Regions from separate parts of the Mus musculus genome. Here all the other regions are linked to region 2. The links are chromatin contacts, called in public promoter capture Hi-C maps. All regions are on one chromosome and are shown on one strand. The core of a region is the stretch at or near the end of the contact, and the rest is flanking DNA. Distances in the headings are between cores, read along the strand shown. Region 1 overlaps Garnl3 (GTPase activating RANGAP domain-like 3). Region 2 holds the start of Ralgps1 (Ral GEF with PH domain and SH3 binding motif 1). Region 3 overlaps Garnl3 (GTPase activating RANGAP domain-like 3).

Region 1 (3,335 bases), core at 115-2,614, 350 kb after region 2:
TCTAGGAACTCATTTTGGAAAGACAACTAGGGTCAAATTAGATAGAGCCATCTTGGCACTAAGTATGAACATTCAAATGAGCAGAGGAGAGTCAGAGGTGTAGGTCAGTGGAGGAGCACTGGGGTAGACTGTTTGAAGCCCATGTGCATGTCTCTCCCTCAGACACCCTCGTGACTGCTTCCTGAGCTCCTATGGGTCCCAGAACAGGTCAGGGTATAAGGAAGCAACGGGTGGAGGGAACGTTGTCCTTCAAGCTGGTGAGGAGGTTTGCACTGGGAGAGGAGCCCGGTGGCTTGTCAAGGCCACATGACGTCCGGCTGTGCAGTGGCTGTGGTGGTTTGCTACAGTGTCTTAACTGAGTGACCCTTGTCAGAGCAGCTCTTCTCACCATGTCATTTCTCCTCCTCACAGGTGGAAAGGAAGCGCCACATTGGAAACGATATTGTCACCATCGTGTTCCAGGAAGGAGAGGAGTCCTCTCCCGCCTTTAAGCCTTCCATGATCCGCTCCCATTTTACACGTATCCTGGGTCTTCATAAATGCTCCTGCCCACCAGCCTCCTGGGGCCTCCCAGGACATGTAATAGGCAGCGTGACACCCACCTGAGCGGCTAGTCTGACACCCGCCACCGGGCAGTGTGCCCAAGTGCTGCGTGTTTCTTTCTTGCCCGCCTCTGAGGCAGCGGGGAGGAGTCCTCGGGGACTGTTTCATTGTGTTTCTCAATTTATACACACACAAGATCCCTTCACCACACCCTCCACTACCCTCCCATCCTTCCCCTCTTCTGACCACCCCTTCTTCCTAACAAGGCCCCTCTGCTTTCTCACCTGGGTGTGTCCCACCTGTGTCTAACCAGGGATGCAGTTAAAGCCTACGCAGATGGTCATTTATTTGAGTGAGAGCAGCTCATCAGTAGCTACACCACTGAGAAAATGACTTTTTTTTAAATTATTTATGTATGTGAGTTCACTGAAGCTGTATTCAGACACACCAGAAGAGGGCATCAGATCCCATTACAGATGGCTGTGAGCCACCATGTGGTTGCTGGGAAATGAACTTAGGACCTCTGGAAGAGCAGTCATCCACTGAGCCATCTCTCCAGCCCGAAAATGGCTCTTTGTACCCCAGCAGCCATTAACTGCCTATAGCTCTTCAGGGAGGGGCAGGGCCTCAGGAGCCCCTCCCCATCCACAGTGGGATGTTGATGGGCCTAGGCCAGTACAGGTAGGCACTGGCTGTGAGTTTGCAGGTCAGAAGACAGTGTTTCCCAGCTCACTTCCGGCCTGCTGCCTCAGACCTCTGGGTGCTAGGGTTACAGGAGCATGCGACCACACCCACATTGACTTTCAGAATGCCTCCTCTTTCCTCAGGAAGTCTGTGAAGTGAGGCAAGCTTCCTATTATGAACTGGTAATGAACAATTGTGAAGGATAAGTAGTGACCCCTCTGGGAAGTGACGTCAACTATAAAATCTGTTGCCGCATGCCTGTAGTTCCAACACACTGAAGGCCTGGGCCTGTGTGTGTGTGTGTGTGTGTGTGTGTGTGTGTGTGTATCTGGGCATGCAGACTGACACCTGTAATTACAGCACCCGAGAGGCTGAGGCAGGAGTTCACTGTGAGAAATTATTCTAAGCCTGATACTACCTGCTAAGTTGAAGTATGCTGCGGCATGGTAACATTAACAATGTTACGCACATCGCCTAACCCTGCCCAGCTCACTGTCTGTAGATGCCCGTGGTGGGGCTGGCCCTCTCAACATTGCTCAGCCAGACAACCCCAGGGCATGTGTTCGTCCTATCTGCCAGACCTCAGTCACGGCCCACTTACCATGGTTACAGGCCAGGAGAGCCAATCTCAAGGCAGCGGCTCAGAAGGTTGGCCACAGTAAGGAAAGGACATCTAGTGGGCATTCTCAGAATGAAGTTGAGTCTCATTACTCCTGTTCCCAGAGACCCCGGGAAAAACACCGGGGGACAGACCACTGCGCATCAGGTGCCTGCCAATAAAACTGACTTGTCTCAAGTCAGACAACAGAGCTCACAAGGAGGTTTTTAAAAGTTGAAATGGCCAAATTTCTCCCACAAGGGTAGGGGTTATAATTAAGGTGAAGACACACCCTCCTTGGCTCCTCCTACTTACAGCATAATGTCCCCCATTTATTGGGCTGTGGCACTAATATTCCCCTTTTCCTGGTGACAGAAGGCTTCTCTGAGTGAAGCCCAGAAGACAAGGTAGCTAGATAGCTAGAGACACTTTAGGGTGCTCCCTATTAGACATTCTGCACACTGGCCTGAGCACATATGCAGGTGGTCGGTGTGACCTCATCCCGCAGAGTACAGGAGTGGCTGCACCCGAGTGTTGCTGCCTTCAGCCCCAGGCAGCAGCAGGGCTGGAGGTGAGATGTGAGAGCAGGCCAGAGGAGCACTATTGGGTGCGGCAGTTGTGCTCTTTGATTTATTTTTAAAGAGTTGTATTGAGATTGAAGCCCCATAGCATATCATTTGTCCTTTTTTCTTAAACGCTGGTGGAAGCCAGGTCTCCCACAAGTCCCGAAAGTGCTCTGCCACTGACCCACAGCCCGAGCCGCTCGTTGAGCTTCATCCCAAGCACAGGCGCCTCTGCTCAGCAGCTGCCAGCGGCTACACTGGCTCGGTCTGTTTTGTCTGCCAGAGGCAGGAGGAGAGGGAAAGTGTACAGCAGAAACATTTCCATTGTTTCCCCGTGTGGTGGAATAGATGAGTAGCCGGCGCCAGGAGCTGCTGCTCTGGTTCCCTGGCTGCTTGACTGTTTCATGGATTTCCTTATACACTCCCATGACAGCTGTGGAGGCTTCACCTAACCTTTTCCCAGTATAAGACCACACAGATGCTAACACTAGGCACAGGGCTCCCCTGTGTGTGTGTGTCCCTTGTAAAGGGGTGGAGTTTTGTCCCAACTTCAGAGCAGTAGGTACCTAGCCACAGGGAGGCCTGCTCAAGAACACTTCTGCAGGCAGGGTTCTCAGATCCAGCTCTCCAGTGTGAACATCAAGGGTATTGATGAGTTGCCTTGACTGTCCCCACAGATATTTTTGCCTTAGTGAGGTATGACCAGCAAAATGACAATTACAGGTAGGTAAAGACCTTGTCTCTCTTCTTGCTCTAATTCTAAAATTTGTGTCACCAGTCGGTATTGGCCCTCAAACGACCCTGATGTGCTTGCTTCTGGGGTTCATTAGGTGCAATCTCACCTTCTAGAATATTCTGTCTCTCTCTTCAGGGAAAGATTTTGCTCCATGTAGTATTGCTATGCACAGTAGGCCCAGGGTTCAGGGTTAGTTTGGTGTTTGTACTTT
Region 2 (3,175 bases), core at 202-2,701:
CAGTTTCCATCCCCCAAATCCTAAGCATTAGGGTTACCTCTACAAGCACGTCCATTTTCTTTCTTTCTTTCTTTTTCTTTTTCTTTTTTTTTTTTTTTTTTTGGTTTTTCGAGACAGGGTTTCTCTGTGTAGCCCTGGCTATCCTGGAACTCACTTTGTAGACCAGGCTGGCCTCGAACTCAGAAATCCGCCTGCCTCTGTCTCCCAAGTGCTGGGATTAAAGGCGAGCGCCACCACCGCCTGGCTACGTCCATTTTCTTATGCGTGTCCTGAGCACTCCACTTTACGCTAGACCATCACTCCTAACTTTATAGCCATCTACCCAAGCTTCCTCAAGCTTGCGCTCAGCTCTCAGCCTCTCTGGATTCCAAATTTTCTAAAAGAATCCTCACACCATGCATCTCTTGTTTTATCTAAGGGAAACAGTTTAAGACTATCCTTCGGGCATCACTGTGTTCTTCATGCAAAATAGCAGACGTTTGCCTCAGAGATCCCCTATTCCCTCACCTCACTCTTAAAGTGGTTTAATTTCTGCTGATTCTCTTGTTTTCCTCTCCCTCTTCTTTTAAATAGTGCAGTATCTAAATCTTTCCATAAGCGACGCCATAGCAGCAAAAATTACGTTATCAAAATGATCTTGTCTACAAGTCCAAAGAGCATCCTACCCTCCTTTCTCTTGTAGGCGTAACAGAATTTTGCTGTGGTTCTGACTTTAGGGATTCACAGCCACCCACTGGCTTCCACGGTCTTTGTAACTTAGTATCTCTGCCTTTAAGCCAGATGATTTAAGCTCTACTCACTGCGTTTGCCTGGCCCAGCCATAAAAGGGTCTGGGTGCAGGGAGACAGCTTCCAGGCCCATTCTCCCTGCTTTGAACGCTATGGTCTTGGGCAAGACCCTCTTCAGGCCTAACTTTTACCTGTTGTGAAAACCATGGGTCAGTCTCAAGGACCTCGAAGTGTGTTATTGGATTGACTGTGATTGTCAATTTGACAGATTTAGAATCACATAAAGAAACCTAGGGATAGGTTTGTGAAGAATGGGACTAAGGTGATGATGTCTTGCTCACAAAGCCTTTTTTTTTTTTTTTTTTTTTTTTTTTTTTTTTGATGTTGTTGTTGAAAACGATAAACTCTAGGTAGGAATTTAAGAAGGACACTGGGTGAGGCCTGGAAGGATGTTTGTAGACTGAGTCTATTTCTAGGCAGGGGGTGGGCGTGGCGGGCGGCTGAGCCCGACGAGAACAGCAGAGCATCCTTGCAAGCCTGAGCGTCTGCAAGACCGAAGCGCAGGCCGCGGCTGGTGGGGTGGGGGGTGGGGGGGTGGGGGGAACGGGGACCGCTGCTGCAGCGGCTGCGCACTGGTGCAACCAGCCGGTTCATTTGCGTGTCTCCGCCCCTACGGCAAGCTGGTTGGAGAACCCTGGTATGGTGCCGCGCGCCGATTGGCTGAGCCGGCCGCCGCTCAGGCCCAGGAGTGGACGGTTCCTACTGCGGCTGGGCACCGGCTGGGCTCCCGCGTCGGCCTCGCGTTTCAAGCTTGCGCCTGGCTCAACCTCAATCCGGCCCCGGTCTCGGAACGAAGGCGCCGCTGCCGCTGGGCCTCTCGCAAGACCATGAAGAAGCGGTGGCAGCCACTGCGGCCCTCGTCAAGGTGACCAGCCCGGACTACAGCGGTGAGAGGAGCGGCTGGCGGGGCGGGGCCCTGGGCGCGAGCCGCTGCAGGTGCGGGGGGCGGAGGGGGGGGGAGAATGGGGGCGGGCGGGGCGGGATCCCCGGCCGGAGGGGGTGGGGCGGGGCCTCGGCTCGAGGGTGGGACCTCGGCTTGGGGTTGGAGGGGGGGGCGGGACCATGGCCAGCTCGGGTCCCAGGGACGCGAATGACAGCGTGTGGTTGTCGGGGAGATGGCGGAGCGGGGGGGGGGGGTGGTGGTGGTGGTGGTGGTGTTGGGGGGGAAAGGGCGCAGGTGCAGGAGGCGGGTCCCGCGGCCTGATGGATTGGGGGCGGAGCCTGGGCGCGAGGCGTGGGGTCTGGAGGGAGCTCAGGTCTCTGGGACCAGAAAGGGAACCTGTGTGTAGGTTAGCGGCGGGGAAAGGGCTCAGGTGCGAGGGGCGGGGCATGGGGTGGCAATGGGAGGGGCTGCAAGGAGAGTCTAGGGAAAAGCACAGGTGCAGTGGGCGGGGCTGGGGAAACCCTGTAGGGGCGGGGGCGGGGGGAGGCAGGGGGCGGGGCTGAGGATCATTGGCAGGTCCGGAAGCAGGGCTGCAGGTGAGGACTAGCCTGAGGGTGAGTGGGACCCTTTTTGGAGAAGGAAGAAGCTGCCCTCTCCGCCGCCGTCTTGGGGCTTTGGGTTTTCTGCAGGCTCTGGAGGCATCCATGGTTGTCTCTTGGAGGGGCAGGCCAGGGCAGCCTGTGTCTTTGCTGAGTCGTACAAGGATCGCAGCTGCCCTGGTTAATAGGCCGACTGCTTTCCTGAGCCAAACCGAGCCCTAAGTGGGCACACTGCCTTTGTTGTTGTTGTTGTTGTTTTTGTTTTACTCCCCTGTTGCTGTTGAAGGAGCTTGGCTGGATTTCGGGGTGGTTAGGTTTCATTGGTTGATCAGCTGTTGGAAAATGTGTGCTCTTCAAGAGTAGTCGTTGATGCTATGCTCGGAAGGGTTCTGGATCTCATGGTAGCAGATGCTCATGCAGATCTTCACAGTGCTGGTCTCAAAAAGATAGAAAAGGCAGCGTGGTGGGGGCGAAGAGGCGGAATGAGAACTTGGCTCTTTGGAGCTGGGACAGACACCTGGGAGTTATTTTTGCCTTTTTGTGTGTTTTGTTGTTGTCAAAGTGACCATCCCTGGTGCCTAATTGTGACCTTCCAGGGCCAGAGGGGAATTCCTTGTCAAGAGGTGAGTTAAGGTCTCTTTCTTGCCGGGCAGTGGTGGCGCACACCTTTAATCCCAGTACTTGGGAGGCAGAAGCAGGCAATTTCTGATTTCGAGGCTAGCCTGGTCTACAGAGTGAGTTCCAGGACAGCCAGGGCTACACAGAGAAACCCTGTCTCAAAAAAAAAAAAAAAACAAAACAAAACACACACACACACACACACACACAAAGAAAAAGAAAAAAGAAAAAAAGAAAAATAAAAGTCTCTTTCTCTTGAGAGTTTGAATCACATTTGTGTTGGGGAA
Region 3 (3,477 bases), core at 101-2,600, 280 kb after region 2:
GTGTAATATTTTCGTTCTTCTGGAATAAATGCCCCATGGTGTAATTGCAGGATCGTATGGTAACTGTGTAGTTTAATCAGAAATGGCCTCTCTGCAATGAGCAAGTGTGGAAGCTTCTTCACACCTTCTGCATTATTTGTGGTGGTCATCGCTTTTCATTCCAGAGAAGCAGTTTTAGACTGGTAGAGATTGTTAGTGAAGAGAACTGTGCAGTGATTTATCACAGGACTCTTTATGCTAAGGAACCATGTAGGCTCTGGGTATATGGCCTTCCTCAAAACTTAGTGGATACATAAATATTATGTGAAGAATGTATTTCAAAGTGTTTAAAGAAAAAAAAAAAGAGGACTAGCAGACTGGGGAGATGGCTCAGCAGTTAAGAGCATAGTCTGCTCTTCTAGAGGACCAGAGTTCAATTCCCAGCACCCACCTGGCAACTCACGATTATCTATAACTTGAGTCCAGAGGACCCCATGCCGTCTTCTAACCTCTTAGGGAATGCACACATGTGATACACATACATGTATGTGTAAAAACACCCAAGCACGTTAAAGATAAAAATTAAATAATCAAAGGGCCCTGATTTGGGGGATGCATTCACTCCAGAAACCTCCCTCCTTGGTTCCTACTTCCTGATTTCCTCCATGCCTTCACTAGAAGTCTTATATGTCATCATTAGAATTAATGTACAATCACATCTCTGCTTTTCTGTCTCTTGATATATTTTAGAAAGCAAGACAACTGGTCTCTTGTATACCATGCTATTTTGGTACCTGTTGTTAGGAAACCCTGGATTCCTTCCAAGCCTCAGTCTGTAGTCTGGCACCATTAAAAAGTTGATTTGGCCTTCAGTGGGGGATCCTTTCCATCTGTGTCCTGCTGTGTGCTTGTCAGGGGGCTAAGGCCTGTGTTGGCACTCACATTGAACTCTCCTACTGGAGAACTTAAGAAAACTGCATGGTGTTTCTCACAAAGTCTCTTCACTGACCAGAGAGAGCATTTATTGATGCTGTTGGTTTTAAACATTAACTGGGTCTGAGACCCAATGGGAGCCTGGCCGCATGGGTCTGGCCAGTTGAGAGGGGTGGCACCGATCTCAGGGCCAGCGGGGTGGGAACCACCTGTCTCCCCTTGTCTTCTTACTCAGTCTTAGCAGCTCTTGACTCGGCAGAGGACCTGCTCCTGCTTTCCAGGAATCAGACTTACATAATAGCAGCTGCTCTAGCCTGTGTGTAGAGCGGAAGGCTTTGATTCCATCCCAGGCCATATGTAGAGACTTAGCATGGAGGTCCTCCACACTGTTCGAGCTTCCAAAGTGAGAGCCAGCATCCTTCCACACCACTTTTCAGAAACAGAAGGCTTTCTATTTAGAGCCTGGACAGCACGGTACATAGGGAGTTGGAAGTTTCCTGCTTCCTGTCTGCACCTGCCTCGCTCTGGTGGCCCACTGCACCAGCCTCACTTGTCTTTTCTCCTGTCATGGCAGCAGTAGGTCTGGAGTAGTTTCTAACTGAAGTACCCTGCTAGGCCAACACTCTTAAGGAGAAGATGGGTGCCAGCATTGGTACGTGCCCTCAGTCTGGTCCCAGGAAGCCCACTGCTTGGACCAGGCTCTCTCTTGCTGATACATGAGGGAAGAAGGAGTTTATTTAAAAGTCTTTTTAAAGGTTAATTATTTATGGCAAATTCCTCTTCTTGGCTCTCTCTAAAAACCTGAGAGAAACTGAGATTAATAATTGAGGCAATAATAATAGCAAACACTCAGATGAGCTTTCATAGTGTAACTTAGCATATTGGCTGCTTTTCCTTATGGATTCTTTGTAATTCTCTTAAATGGAATATCTTTACCCACAATTCAAAGATGAGGGAACTGATGTCCAGAGAGGCTAGGAGCCCAGGGCTGTGGCTGCAGCAGTGCTTGGAGGGAAAACACCCACTTCCTCCCATCGACAGGAGCCTAGGCCTGGTACTTCTTTTTTTTTTTTTTTTTTTTTTTTTTGAGACAGGGTTTCTCTGTGTAGCCCTGGCTGTCCTGGAACTCACTCTGTAGACCAGGCTGGCCTCAAACTCAGAAATCTGCCTGCCTCTGCCTCCCAAGTGCTGGGATTAAAGGTGTGCGTCACCACTTCCCCGGGTGGCTTGGTGCTTCCTTGTGGATATACTATAGCATGGTTGCCAGGTTTTCCAGGGATTCCAGAAGCACCGAGAGATTAATTTTTCAAAGTATCACCTGTGACCACCTGCAGTGGAACCTCCAGGCTGCTTGCTTGGCTGGCAGATGGGCTGAACACGATTCTCTGTGTTCAGAGACCTGGTCTCTGGGACTAGGACCAGGAAATCTGCATTGTTACAGAGCTCTCCAGGGGAATCAGAGTGAGTGTTTTATGGGAATTAAGGCCCTGAAACCAACTGTAGGGATTCATGAGACCACTACAGGGGATGGCAGTGTGGTTTTTGTTTGTTTTCTTTTGAGAGCCATTTAGTAAAGAACTTGAGCTTTATAAGCCATCAGGGTTTCTGTTGGAACTACTCAAGTCCACTGTTGAAATGCCAAAGCAGATGGACAGTCCATAATCTGTAGGTGTGGCTGTGTTCCAAGAAAACTGCTTTCAAAGCAGACAGTGGATTGCTGTCCTGATGTAGAGTCATCCTGGTCTGGGCTTCTTCTGCGTCCCCTCTACAGAAGTTACATTACACCTCTTGCTGACTACAGAGCTTACTCATGGTAGGAACTGGGTATGAATCCTATTGCTTAGGTTGTAGTGGGGCATTCAAAGCAGCTATGTAAGAAAGCCTCTCCTCTCCAAGGCATTCAGCATGAAACGTTACTTATTATGGTGAGCCTAATGGTATAGGCCTGTTATCCAGATATTTTGGAAGCTGAGGGAGGAGGATCCAAGTTCAAAACCAGCCTCCGTAACTTAGAAAAGTGCTGCTTTCTATTCCAAAATAGAGTTATATTGCATGCTAGGGATATAGCTCAGTGGTAGAGCACTGTACTTCTATCTTTACTTAAATCCATTGTTCTAGCTTGCCTTTCTGTAGCTAAGGGGGGAAAAAAAACCACTAAAACCACAAGCAAATTAAGGGAGGAAAGGGCTTATTTCAGCTTACAATTCCAGGTGATGGTCTATGGTTGAGGGAAGTCAATACAGGAACTCAAACAGATCAGGAACTTGAAGCAGAAATAGAGGAGTGCCGCTTGCTAGCTTGCTAACTTGCTCATGGCTGACCCTCAGCTAGCTGGCTTATACAGCCCAGGCTTCCTATGGGTGGTGCCTCCTGGTCTACCTTCTAGATTACTGTAGATCTCACTTTTGCCAAATATTTTGCTGTGTGTAAGGCAGATCACTGCCTTTCTAGCCCCCAAGATTAGATTCTTATTTCTGTCTGTCCCCTTAATCTGGGCCACATAGTGCATGATTGTGGTTATAGCACCCAACATAAGACACTTTGGTAAATGTGCCTTTCATTCCA

The links. Promoter capture Hi-C pulls out the DNA fragments that hold promoters and counts their contacts.
Region 1: a promoter capture Hi-C map of the 3T3-L1 cell line shows a contact between it and region 2, with 5 times the contacts expected there. The contact joins the enhancer-like site here to the promoter of Ralgps1 in region 2. A contact is called at or near these places in 18 of 39 promoter capture datasets (the 3T3-L1 cell line, 3T3-L1-derived adipocytes, the C10 cell line and 12 more), 2 of 484 Hi-C or Micro-C datasets (bone marrow-derived macrophages and embryonic stem cells), 6 of 115 datasets of contacts at active chromatin or transcription factors (T-cell acute lymphoblastic leukemia, embryonic basal ganglia, embryonic forebrain and 3 more) and 3 of 9 other capture datasets (adipose tissue, liver and macrophages).
Region 3: a promoter capture Hi-C map of hippocampal neurons shows a contact between it and region 2, with 2.6 times the contacts expected there. The contact joins the enhancer-like site here to the promoter of Ralgps1 in region 2. A contact is called at or near these places in 14 of 39 promoter capture datasets (the 3T3-L1 cell line, 3T3-L1-derived adipocytes, HPC-7-derived erythroid cells and 9 more), 1 of 15 datasets of contacts at CTCF or cohesin (large pre-B cells), 15 of 484 Hi-C or Micro-C datasets (8-cell embryo, CD8 T cells, the MNK3 cell line and 10 more), 11 of 115 datasets of contacts at active chromatin or transcription factors (bone marrow-derived macrophages, embryonic forebrain, embryonic stem cells and 4 more) and 2 of 9 other capture datasets (embryonic stem cells and liver).

What each region holds. Positions count from the first base shown.
Region 1 is chr2:33,023,265-33,026,599 of GRCm38.p6, reverse strand. Garnl3 (GTPase activating RANGAP domain-like 3) reads left to right here. Exons shown (of 30, transcript NM_001355200.1): 13 at 412-520; 14 at 3,066-3,111. Among named protein-coding and RNA genes, the nearest start is that of Slc2a8, 43 kb to the right of the region's middle. Within about 2 kb of position 1,364, at least 40 of the 459 cell types and tissues checked have an H3K27ac peak or open chromatin away from gene starts, as enhancers often do.
Region 2 is chr2:33,369,770-33,372,944 of GRCm38.p6, reverse strand. It overlaps Ralgps1 (Ral GEF with PH domain and SH3 binding motif 1), which reads left to right and starts at 1,451. Exons shown (of 20, transcript NM_175211.5): 1 at 1,451-1,675.
Region 3 is chr2:33,088,649-33,092,125 of GRCm38.p6, reverse strand. All of the region lies in intron 2 of Garnl3 (GTPase activating RANGAP domain-like 3), which reads left to right. Among named protein-coding and RNA genes, the nearest start is that of Garnl3, 40 kb to the left of the region's middle. Within about 2 kb of position 1,350, at least 15 of the 459 cell types and tissues checked have an H3K27ac peak or open chromatin away from gene starts, as enhancers often do. A contact at or near this core is called in the MNK3 cell line, cerebral cortex, cortical neurons and 1 more, where this site is marked.